Linked DNA regions of Mus musculus: regions 1 and 2 are each linked to region 3. Evidence: chromatin contacts called from public HiChIP or PLAC-seq data. All regions are on one chromosome and are shown on one strand. The core of a region is the stretch at or near the end of the contact, and the rest is flanking DNA. Distances in the headings are between cores, read along the strand shown. Region 1 overlaps Hs6st1 (heparan sulfate 6-O-sulfotransferase 1). Region 2 overlaps Gm39623 (a long non-coding RNA gene). Region 3 has its middle 290 kb from the start of Gm25096.

Evidence for each region. HiChIP or PLAC-seq counts read pairs in DNA pulled down with a chosen protein or histone mark.
Region 1: an H3K27ac HiChIP or PLAC-seq map of extraembryonic endoderm stem cells shows a contact between it and region 3, with 6 times the contacts expected there. The contact joins two enhancer-like sites. A contact is called at or near these places in 2 of 484 Hi-C or Micro-C datasets (adipose-derived mesenchymal stem cells and embryonic stem cells) and 4 of 115 datasets of contacts at active chromatin or transcription factors (embryonic hindbrain, embryonic stem cells, extraembryonic endoderm stem cells and 1 more).
Region 2: an H3K27ac HiChIP or PLAC-seq map of extraembryonic endoderm stem cells shows a contact between it and region 3, with 7 times the contacts expected there. The contact joins two enhancer-like sites. A contact is called at or near these places in 2 of 115 datasets of contacts at active chromatin or transcription factors (extraembryonic endoderm stem cells and trophoblast stem cells).

Annotation. Positions count from the first base shown.
Region 1 is chr1:36,089,549-36,092,713 of GRCm38.p6, reverse strand. All of the region lies in intron 1 of Hs6st1 (heparan sulfate 6-O-sulfotransferase 1), which reads right to left. Among named protein-coding and RNA genes, the nearest start is that of Hs6st1, 23 kb to the right of the region's middle. Within about 2 kb of position 1,758, at least 104 of the 459 cell types and tissues checked have an H3K27ac peak or open chromatin away from gene starts, as enhancers often do. A contact at or near this core is called in extraembryonic endoderm stem cells, where this site is marked.
Region 2 is chr1:36,018,632-36,021,708 of GRCm38.p6, reverse strand. Gm39623 (a long non-coding RNA gene) reads right to left here. Exons shown (of 3, transcript XR_865339.1): 3 at 221-471. Among named protein-coding and RNA genes, the nearest start is that of Gm39623, 3.4 kb to the right of the region's middle. Within about 2 kb of position 1,453, at least 7 of the 459 cell types and tissues checked have an H3K27ac peak or open chromatin away from gene starts, as enhancers often do. A contact at or near this core is called in extraembryonic endoderm stem cells, where this site is marked.
Region 3 is chr1:35,466,824-35,469,811 of GRCm38.p6, reverse strand. No RefSeq gene overlaps it. Among named protein-coding and RNA genes, the nearest start is that of Gm25096, 290 kb to the right of the region's middle. Within about 2 kb of position 1,426, at least 22 of the 459 cell types and tissues checked have an H3K27ac peak or open chromatin away from gene starts, as enhancers often do. A contact at or near this core is called in extraembryonic endoderm stem cells, where this site is marked.

The sequences.
Region 1 (3,165 bases), core at 509-3,008, 620 kb before region 3:
TACAGGAACACAAATACAACAAAATACCGATGGTTCAGTGAAGGCTCATTATTATTTCAGCTGTTTGAAGATCTGGGTTTGTGTGCGTATGTGTGTGTGTTAAGCACAAGACAACACAGAATGTCTTTCTCTCTCCTTTATGTTTTGAGGCAGGGTATCTGACCGAGGCTGGAGCTCACCAGTGATAAGCCCCAGGATCCTTCGACCTCTCTGCTCCCTGTGCTGGGACTGCAGGCCTATGCTACCATGCTCAGCTTGTCATGTGGATGCTGTACTGGCTGGTTTTGTATGTCAACTTGACGAAAGCCGGAGTTATCACAGAGATAGGAGTCTGCCTTGAGGAAATGCCTCCATGAGATGCAGCTGTAAGGCATTTTCCCAACTACTGATCAAGGAGGGAGAGCCCCTTGTGGGTGGTGCCATCCCTGGGCTGGTAGTCCTGGGTTCTATAAGAAAGCAAGCTGAGCAAGCCAGGGGAAGCAAGCCAGTAAGGAACATCCCTCCATGGCCTCTGCATCAGCTCCTGCCTCCAAGTTCCTGCCCTGTGTGAGTTCCTGTCCTGACTTCCTTTGGTGATGAACAGCAATGTGGATGTGTAAGCTGAATAAACCCTTTCTTCCCCAACTTTCTTGGTCATGATGTTTTGTGCAGGAATACAAACCCTGAATAAGAGAGATGCTGAGGGCCAGAACCCACTCACACAGGCCCTGAGGCTGTGTTGTAAGCACATTACCCATTAAGCCATCTTCTTTTGATTTTGTGTTTTTCCAAATTAAAAAAGGGCATATTCCAGAGCCAACGAAAGTGTCATGTTAAAACTCAGACAAACCAACAGTCAGTTTCATCCCAGTCCAGATGTCAAGCATCCTGAACAAGACTGATACACTCATCTCCAAGAGGACACGTTGGCACTGTACTGTGGACGGGGCCAGGTTCTAACATGTGCACATTGGTTATTTTTTGTTGCTGTGATAAATACCCAACAAAAGCAACTTAAGGAAGGAGGGTTCATTCAGGCTCCCAGTCTGAAGTCATAGTCCACCACAGTGATGAAGGCAGGGAGGGGGCAAGAGTGTGAGGCAGCAGCCCATGTCACACCTGCAGTCAGGGAGCAGAGATGGATACTGCTAAGCCCTCTTTGTCCTTCCTGTCCATCATTCTAAGACCTGGGCCTATGGGATGGTGCCAACTACAAGGAGCATATGTCTTCCCCACCTCAACGAACCTAATCTAGACACTCCCTCACAGGCACGAACCTAATCTAGACACTCCCTCACAGGCACACACAACAGCTCGTTTCCATGGCAATTCTGAATCAACAACTTGACAATCAAGATTAAGTATCACACCAGGCTTGCGAGATGATCCGCAGTAAGAAAACTCCCCTGTGGTGGGCTCTGCGCTCAGCAGATTATAGGTCTCAATAGGCATTCAGGAACATTTGCTAAAATGGAATGCCTCTTCAGTTTTTAAGGCCCCCGGGAAAGTAGGAATACAGAATCCCCATCATGTGAGAATTCTTCAAACATGGGTCAAACATGACCACGCCCCCATATTAACTCCCTGCTGATGTGATACAGAATTCAGGGGCACCACTGTCCAGGGTCCCCGCTATGTGCAGACATTCCTGGGCAGCAGCAAGCCCTACTACAAGGTGGACAACTTCACTCCCAACAGTTCTTGCCTTGAGTCCTAGTGGCTAAGCTGTGTATGTGTTCACAGAGACTGTGTCCTAGAGGCTGGAGGTGATAGTGGGCGGGCAGTGGCCTTCTTACCCATGATCTCCTCCTTGTACTGGCCTGGCCTCCTGGGCACCAGCGAGCTCAGCACTGCGTCAGTCAGGGCCCAGTTCAACACCCTCAGGGAGGCTCTGGCTGTGACATGGGGCCTTGGGGCCTCCAGGGGCCAGTGCCCTGCCTGGAGGAGGAGTGCTATATGCCCTGCCTATAGTATATGCCCTGCCTATAGGGTGTTTATTCATGGATATGTAATATGTATGTGTGTGTCAGGGGGCAGTCAGTTCTCTCCTTTCACCACATGGGTCCCAGGGACCAGGTTTAAACCATCAGGCTTTCTAGCCAGCACTATTACCCGGTGAGCCATCTCACTAGCCCATGGCAGGGTGTTTAAGGACATGTATACAAGCAAGGCTGGGCCTCTCCAATCCTCTGCTTCTGTGGGAGAGCTGGAGATAGACAAGGGACAGGGCCGGCCTTGCAGCTTGGCTGAGTGCCCATGGTTACTTCTGCCTGAGGACATACTTAGTTGGCTTCTAAGGTGTTCTTAGTCCTCCTCCCCTTTCTCACTCTGGCCTGGGCAGTACCACACAAAGTCCTTTCCCCAGTTCCTAAATCCCAGGAAGGGTGTTGAAGGCAGTGTAGCCTAGAAGGCCTTAAAGTACTTTGAGAAGTCAGGCTTACAATAAGGTAGGGCAGTCCCCACAAGGAAGGGGTTAACAGGGAACAGCTAGAACAGGGAAGTGGGAGGTAGGGCAAGCACAATAGGGACTTAGCCCAGCCAGCGCCCCAGGCCCTCCTACTGAACTAGGACAGGCCAAGGGGAGCCAGAGAATCATCCAGGCTGGCCTGGACAGGCACAGGCTTGGCTGGCTCTAGACCCCCACGGCTTTGACCTGCTCTGGCTGGGAGCAGCGAGGCTTCTGAAATGTCAGGAACGCTCTAAGCTTCTGGCTCATCTGTCCTCTGGATACTTCTGTCAGGCGTGGGCACAACCACACCCGCCAGGGTCGAGAAGCCAGGGACCACACTTCTTGGGAGTAGCTGTGAGAGTTCACTTTGGGTAGGATGCTGGGGCCCTCAACGGCTCGGGGAGGCTAAGAGTTGAATGGGTAGATTGAGACACACAGTTGTTTTCATATGCAACAGCAGCAAATGGGGCCTAGCTATTCCATCAGGTATGGGGGAGGGAAGTGGGGGGAGGGACTAGACCCCAGACTGGGATGCAAAGGGCTAAAGGCTCAGCCCCTGACATGGGGGGAGTGACTCAGAAGGGCAGTGGGAGGAGCATGTGGTGTGGTGTCAGCTGACCGGGCTCCCAGTGGAAACAAGACTTGACTCAGGAGAAGCCTGAGAGAGGAGGTGACACTGTGGGCAGCTTGCAGCTGGGAGTTGTGACCTGGCCCTTCATCTATCCCTGTCACTACTG
Region 2 (3,077 bases), core at 204-2,703, 550 kb before region 3:
GCCATTGTCGTTCATAGGCATTGCAGCTGGGTAGATTTTAGAAGAAGGTAGAGATTCCATGTCATACGGGTGATGGGCAGTTACTAGATTTGGTTTGTTTTCTCTGCTAGTTAAAGAATGAGAAATCAGGGAAACTCTTGAGTCCAACTATAGGCTTGATGTTTCAAAAACCCACTTTATTTAGGGTGCGCTAAAGCTCCAGCCTCCCTTCTAGCCCCTGATCAAAGCTAGGGAGAAAGATGGTCAATAGGACAAGAGGGGTGTGGACCTGTTTAGAAGTAGTTCTTTGGGGCGATTACAATCTTCATTGTCAGGATATCAGCTGTCCAGTCCAAAAGCAAACACCAAACACGAATCAGTAGCAGCTACTACATCCAGCAGAAAACCAGAGACTCTGCCCAATCGTCACAGGTCACAGCGGAAGTGCCAAAAAGCAGCCAGAATACCAGAAGTTCTTTGGTGCGGTTCTCTCTACAAAGTCACAACAAGCGAAGATCACTGAAAACTGGTGAAGTATTGCTGGGTGAGCAGTGAAGACCAGCGAAGTGTTGCAAGACATAGAAATTCAAGAGCGCTCTCTCACTGTCTGTAAGGGTTCTACTTAAACTCTTTCCAAACATTATGCACTCTCTCAAACATCTGCTTCAGCAAAACATCCTCTCACAAGACAGATTCCAGAGAAACATCTGAGTTTCCAAAGAAACCAGACATTTCCACTTCATAAGACAGGTAGCAGTGGGGCAATCTCAAATGCAGCAGACAGAAAACCATCCAGTGACGAAGAACTTTTATTAGGGTTGAGGAAACACACAAACAGAGAGGAAGGAGGCCCCCTACAAAGCAGAGGAGGGGTGTCAGGAGTTCCCAACCCAACTTTTCTTTGGCTTGGAGTTTTTTTGTTTGTTTGTTTTTTGGTTTTGGTTTTGGTTTTTTGAGACAGGGTTCCTCTGTATAGCCCTGGCTGTCCTGGAACTCACTTTGTACACCAGGCTGGCCTCGAACTCAGAAATCTGCCTGCCTCTGCCTCCCAAATGCTGGGATTAAAGGCATGTGCCGCCACGCCTGGTGCCTTGGAATTTTAAGAGCCTTGCGGGTGGAGGTGGGGGACCTTCCTCCTCTAATTCAGGGTTGCTCAGTTTGAACAAAACACAAGGTAGATGATAGGTCCACACTTTGGCATAAACAGATCCTGATCCAGCCTTGAACTTTTTGGGCAAGCCCATCAGCAGAGAGGCCCCTCCTCCTGGCAGGAGAAAAAGCCCTCCAGGCCTTAGTCTTCTGTCAGAAAGGCAAGGAAGCAGCCTGTCATTGTAAAGTTAGGCTTTATATTACTGAGCTGATATGCCCCTTCTCCCTATTTTTCTGCCTATCAGGTATCTGTCTAACTCTTAATCCCTCAGGTATGTCACTGGGAGATAGCAGCTCACTAGAGATGACCACTCAGATGCAGTTTATAGCGAATTGAAAGCCTTAATTCCAGCTGGCTGGAACTACACTCAGGTATTCAGTACCTAAGTGTACTGGCTGGTTTTATGTCAGCTTGACACAAGCTAGAGTCCTCAGAGAGGAGGGAGCCTCCGTTGAGGAAATGCCTCCATGAGATCCAGCTGTAAGGCATTTTCTTAATTAGTGATCAATGGGGGAGGGCCCAGCCCATTGTGGGTGGAGCCATTCCTGGGCTGGTGGTCCTGGGTTCTATAAGAAATCAGGCCGCCCAAGCCATGGGAAGCAAGCCAGTAGCAGCACTTCTCCATGACCCCTACACCAGCCCCTGCCTCCAGGTTCTTGTCCTGCTTGAGCTCCTATACCTTCCTTCAATGGTGAACAGCAACCTGGAAGTCTAAGCTGAATAAACCCTTTCCTCCCCAACTTGCTTTTTGGTCATGGTGTTTTGTTGCAGCAATAGAAACCCTGACTAAGTGTAGCTTCAAGCATTTAGATCAAGGGGCTTTTAAAGGCAAAAATCACATTCTAGTATCTCACTTGGCTGCAGGGGGAGAGGTCTTGCACAAGCAGGCAGTTTAGCAGAAGCTAAGATAAGCAAGCTGGGGCATCTCAGCCTCAGGTCCTAGAGTAAAGTTAGGTCGTTTCCCAAGGGATTCTCCATCAAGGAGATCAAATTCTAGCTAAACCTGAAATGGCCTCAGCAAGAATACAAGATGGAAGAACTTCTGCACTGTCTTGCCCTGTCACATTACCAAGCCAGGATAGCCTCCAACAAGCTTAAAGTTTGGTAGCCCGAGGCTTATACTCAGAATCAACAGTTACTGGAGACACACACAGCTACTGAAGGGCATGGTAGGAGAAGCATTTGACATTGAGTTGTAACAGGCAGCTCTGTGGGCTTCCCCCCAGGAGGGTTCAGGCTAAATGGCTGGAAAGGAAAACATTTGCTAATATGGGTAGTCTAGTGTGGTGGTTTGAACACGCTTGGCCCAGGGAGTGGCACTATTAAGAGGTGTGGCCTTGTTGGAGGAAGTGTGTCACTGTGGGGGTGGGCTTTGAGACCCTCCTCCTAGCTGCCTGAGGAATCAAGTCTTCCCCTGTTTGCCTTAGGGAAAAGATGTAGAACTCTCAGCTCCTCCTGCACCATGCCTGCCTGATGCTGCCATGCTTCCTGCCTTGATGATAATGGACTGAGCCTCTGAACCTATAACTGCCAGCCCCAGTTAGTGCTGTTCTTTATAAGAGTTGCCTTGGTCCTGGTGTCGCTTCACAGCAATGAAACCGTAACTACAACATCTAGCCACCCTCTTCCCCAAGAGCATCTGCATCCTGTAGCCCTAGCCTGTCGCTTGGCAGGGGATAAGTGGGAGGGGAGAGTGGGTAGAGAAGGGAGGTTTAAGAAGCCTCTTTGGACTGGATTTTTCTCTCTTGAGTACACCTAAGAGAGATTGGACACACATGGCTGGAGGCGAGGATTGCAGGAGAAGCCAAATATTCTGGCACTGGAGCTTAGGAGTTCAGACACACTGCTCATTCACAGGCATGCTTCTTCCAGGGCCCCAGGCCCAGCTCTGTGGGACCCACCTGAGCATGCCCATGATTGTGGCAGAGGATTAGAATGGGGGTTGGGG
Region 3 (2,988 bases), core at 177-2,676:
ACCACCAGCCCAGGGGTAACACGACTCACAGCCATCTGGGGCCTCCACCATCAATCCTTGTCAAGAAAATGCCCCCACGGATTTGCCCATAGGTCAGTCTGATGGAGGTAGCTCCTCCATTGAAGTTGTGTCTTGTCAGGTCTCTGATTTCTGACAACAAGAAACCAGCACAGAGATGGCATCTTGCTGGGGGAGGTAAAGCACTCCGGGGGAGGGGGGGGGAGATGGGGGTTGGTCTTGCTTTAGAGCATGGGCCCACTTCCTGTCCATTTTTTGTTCCTTTGCCAGAAGATACAATGCCATCAGCTGGCCTCTTGTTTCTGCCTCCATGAATTCTTGAACAATGAGCAAGAATAAACCCTTTGTACTTTAAGTTTCTTTCATTTTGTCATGGCAACAGGAGAAGTAAACAAACGCAGTGGCCAACCTCTCCAGGCTGGAACTGCTGTGGGCTGCAGCCTTGTGACTTGAAAGGCGTCACACAGTTTAAAGGTCTGCTGCTAAGCTCAAAATATTTTGTCAGTTGTACTGTGTTGGGAGTGTGGGTACTCTGCAAAAGACTAGTGTGAGGGTTAGAGAGTTGCCCAGTTCCAAAGATTGGTACAGGGCTGTGTTGAGCTTCAGGCAACAGGTTTATTAGGGGAACTGCAAAGAGAAGCGAAGATGACAGAAAGCTTTGGCCCGCCCAGCAAACCCAAGCATGTTCATTTAAGGTTCCTTGTGAGGGAGTAGGTATCAGGGAGATACTGTGACATGAGTAAGTGGATCCAAAGTCATGTGACCCTCAGATTACACTAAAAGACACTATAGTACACTACACTTTTTGTTTCCAGATAGAGGCAGGTTTTTGGAAGGTCTCAAAGAAATTCCTGGATAAGGGCTATCTGGAGGGACAATGGGACTAGTCGGTGTGTGATTGCTCAGTGATCAGCCTGCTTCTGTCTGGGAGGCAGATAGCTGGGTATATTCTTGCCATCTCTCTCTCTCTCTCTCTCTCTCTCTCTCTCTCTCTCTCTCTCTCTCTCTCTCTCTCTCTGTTAGGTCCATGCTCTCTGGATGGATCTGTTCCCAGACAGGATAGGCTCCTTTCCCATGTGACATGACGAATACTCACCTGTTGGTTTGGGGGAGCAATAGAATGGAATGGTGTTAGCTTATTCTGAATGTCGGTAAAATGGAAGGCCTGCAGGTGGTGACTTCTGGGAACAGAGCCCAGGTAGGAAGAGGCTGCTCTTCAAAAGGATGTGTTTACACGGTCTGAAATGAAAGGGCATGCTTTTCCATCAGCCTCCCCTGCTTGCTCTTTTTAGGCCTAACCACAATGTGTATTGATTTCTCCCCCCAGTCAGTCTTTCATTTAACAAACACTGAGCATGTGAACATCAGAGAGCCGACAGACAATGAGCTCTGTCCTGTGGCTCTTTCATTCTCTAGCCTACCATTTCCTGCAGCCTGGCCTACACTGGATGGCAGGAGACAGGAGGATACATTAGACTCACGCCTGCCTCAGTGAGTTGACCTATAACAATGAAAAGACAGGGCAATAGGTCACTAGCATCGACAATATTTGATAGCATCCTGTGATGAGGTTATAAGGCCCTGGGCAAGCACAAGATGGGTCTGCAGCTGGCCTAGTCCAGAGGGCTCCAGCTAGCTCACTATGCTGAAACACCAAGCCGAACCTTGTAGAGCAGTATGATTTTTGTTTGGTTGGTTTTGTTTTGCTTGTTGGTGTGATAATGTGTGGTATATGTGTTTGTGTATATATGCATGTGTGTTAGGGTATATGTTCATGTGCTAAGTTTTCACATGGGTGTCTGGTTGTGGAAGCCAGAATGCCTTCCTCCATTCATCTCCATCCTATTTATTGAGACATGGTCTCTCTCTGAACCCAGTGAACAATCTGGCCCCATTTCCAATGGGATGGGATAATAGATGGTCACAGATATACCGACCTTTTTACAAGTGCCCTACACATCCAAATTCAAGTTCTCATGCTTACACCGCAAGCACCTTGCCCACTGACACATCTCCCTAGCTGGAAAGATCGGTCTTCTGAGGATTTGCAAGGAATGGATGTAGGAAGGCTGTGTGATGAAGATCCAGACTTGAACTCAGGGGCAACCCAGTTTGCCAAAGCATTCTCTCTGCACTGAAGCCTGGGCTGGACTGAGTGCTATGATGGTTAGCTAGAGGCAGGACAGCTAATGCTTTGTTAAGTTCTAACAATGATGGATAGATGTGGGGGCTTGCTATTGGCTTACTTTTGGCTCTCCTGGGTCTGGGGTGGCTGTCCTGTTGGCCACAAAGTGCTTGAAGCTGCAATATCATCTCTACCTCTGGAGCAGCAGTGGGTGAGGACCAATCAGGAGGTGACAGATAAGTGTGTCACAGAACAGGGTTGTTGCTTCCACAGCATGTGTGCTCATTCTTTCCTTTCTTTTGCCAGCCTGGATCTCTGCTCCAGACACAAGCCCTGTCACTGTAGTCATTCAGCTGCCATAGGTACCCTCCCCACCCAACAGTCCTAGATTTAACGTACATTTTTTAAACATTTGTAGCTCTCATTAATATACCAGATTCAATTTGCCTTTGATTTTATTTATCATTAAATGATTTATCAATTCTATTTACATACTCATTTCCCCCCTTATCAAAATTCGCCATGAATTCCCAGTGAAACTCATTAAACACAGAAGCAGGAAAGAGAAGAGGGGCTGGGAAGATGGCTGAATTGGTGAAGTATTTACGACACAAGTGTGAGGATATGAGCTTAGCATCTCAGAACCCACAGAAGGCTGGACATGGTAGTCCATAGCTATAATCCCCAGATCCCAGAGAAAGATTGGAAGCAGAGACAGAAGAACCCTTGAAGCTTAAGAGCCAGTTAGTTTGAGGTACACAGCAGAATAACAAAGAAGTATTGGTGTATTTTTTTATTGGGTTCTATTTTCTACCTCCCTTCCAACACATATTCTACAGTAATCC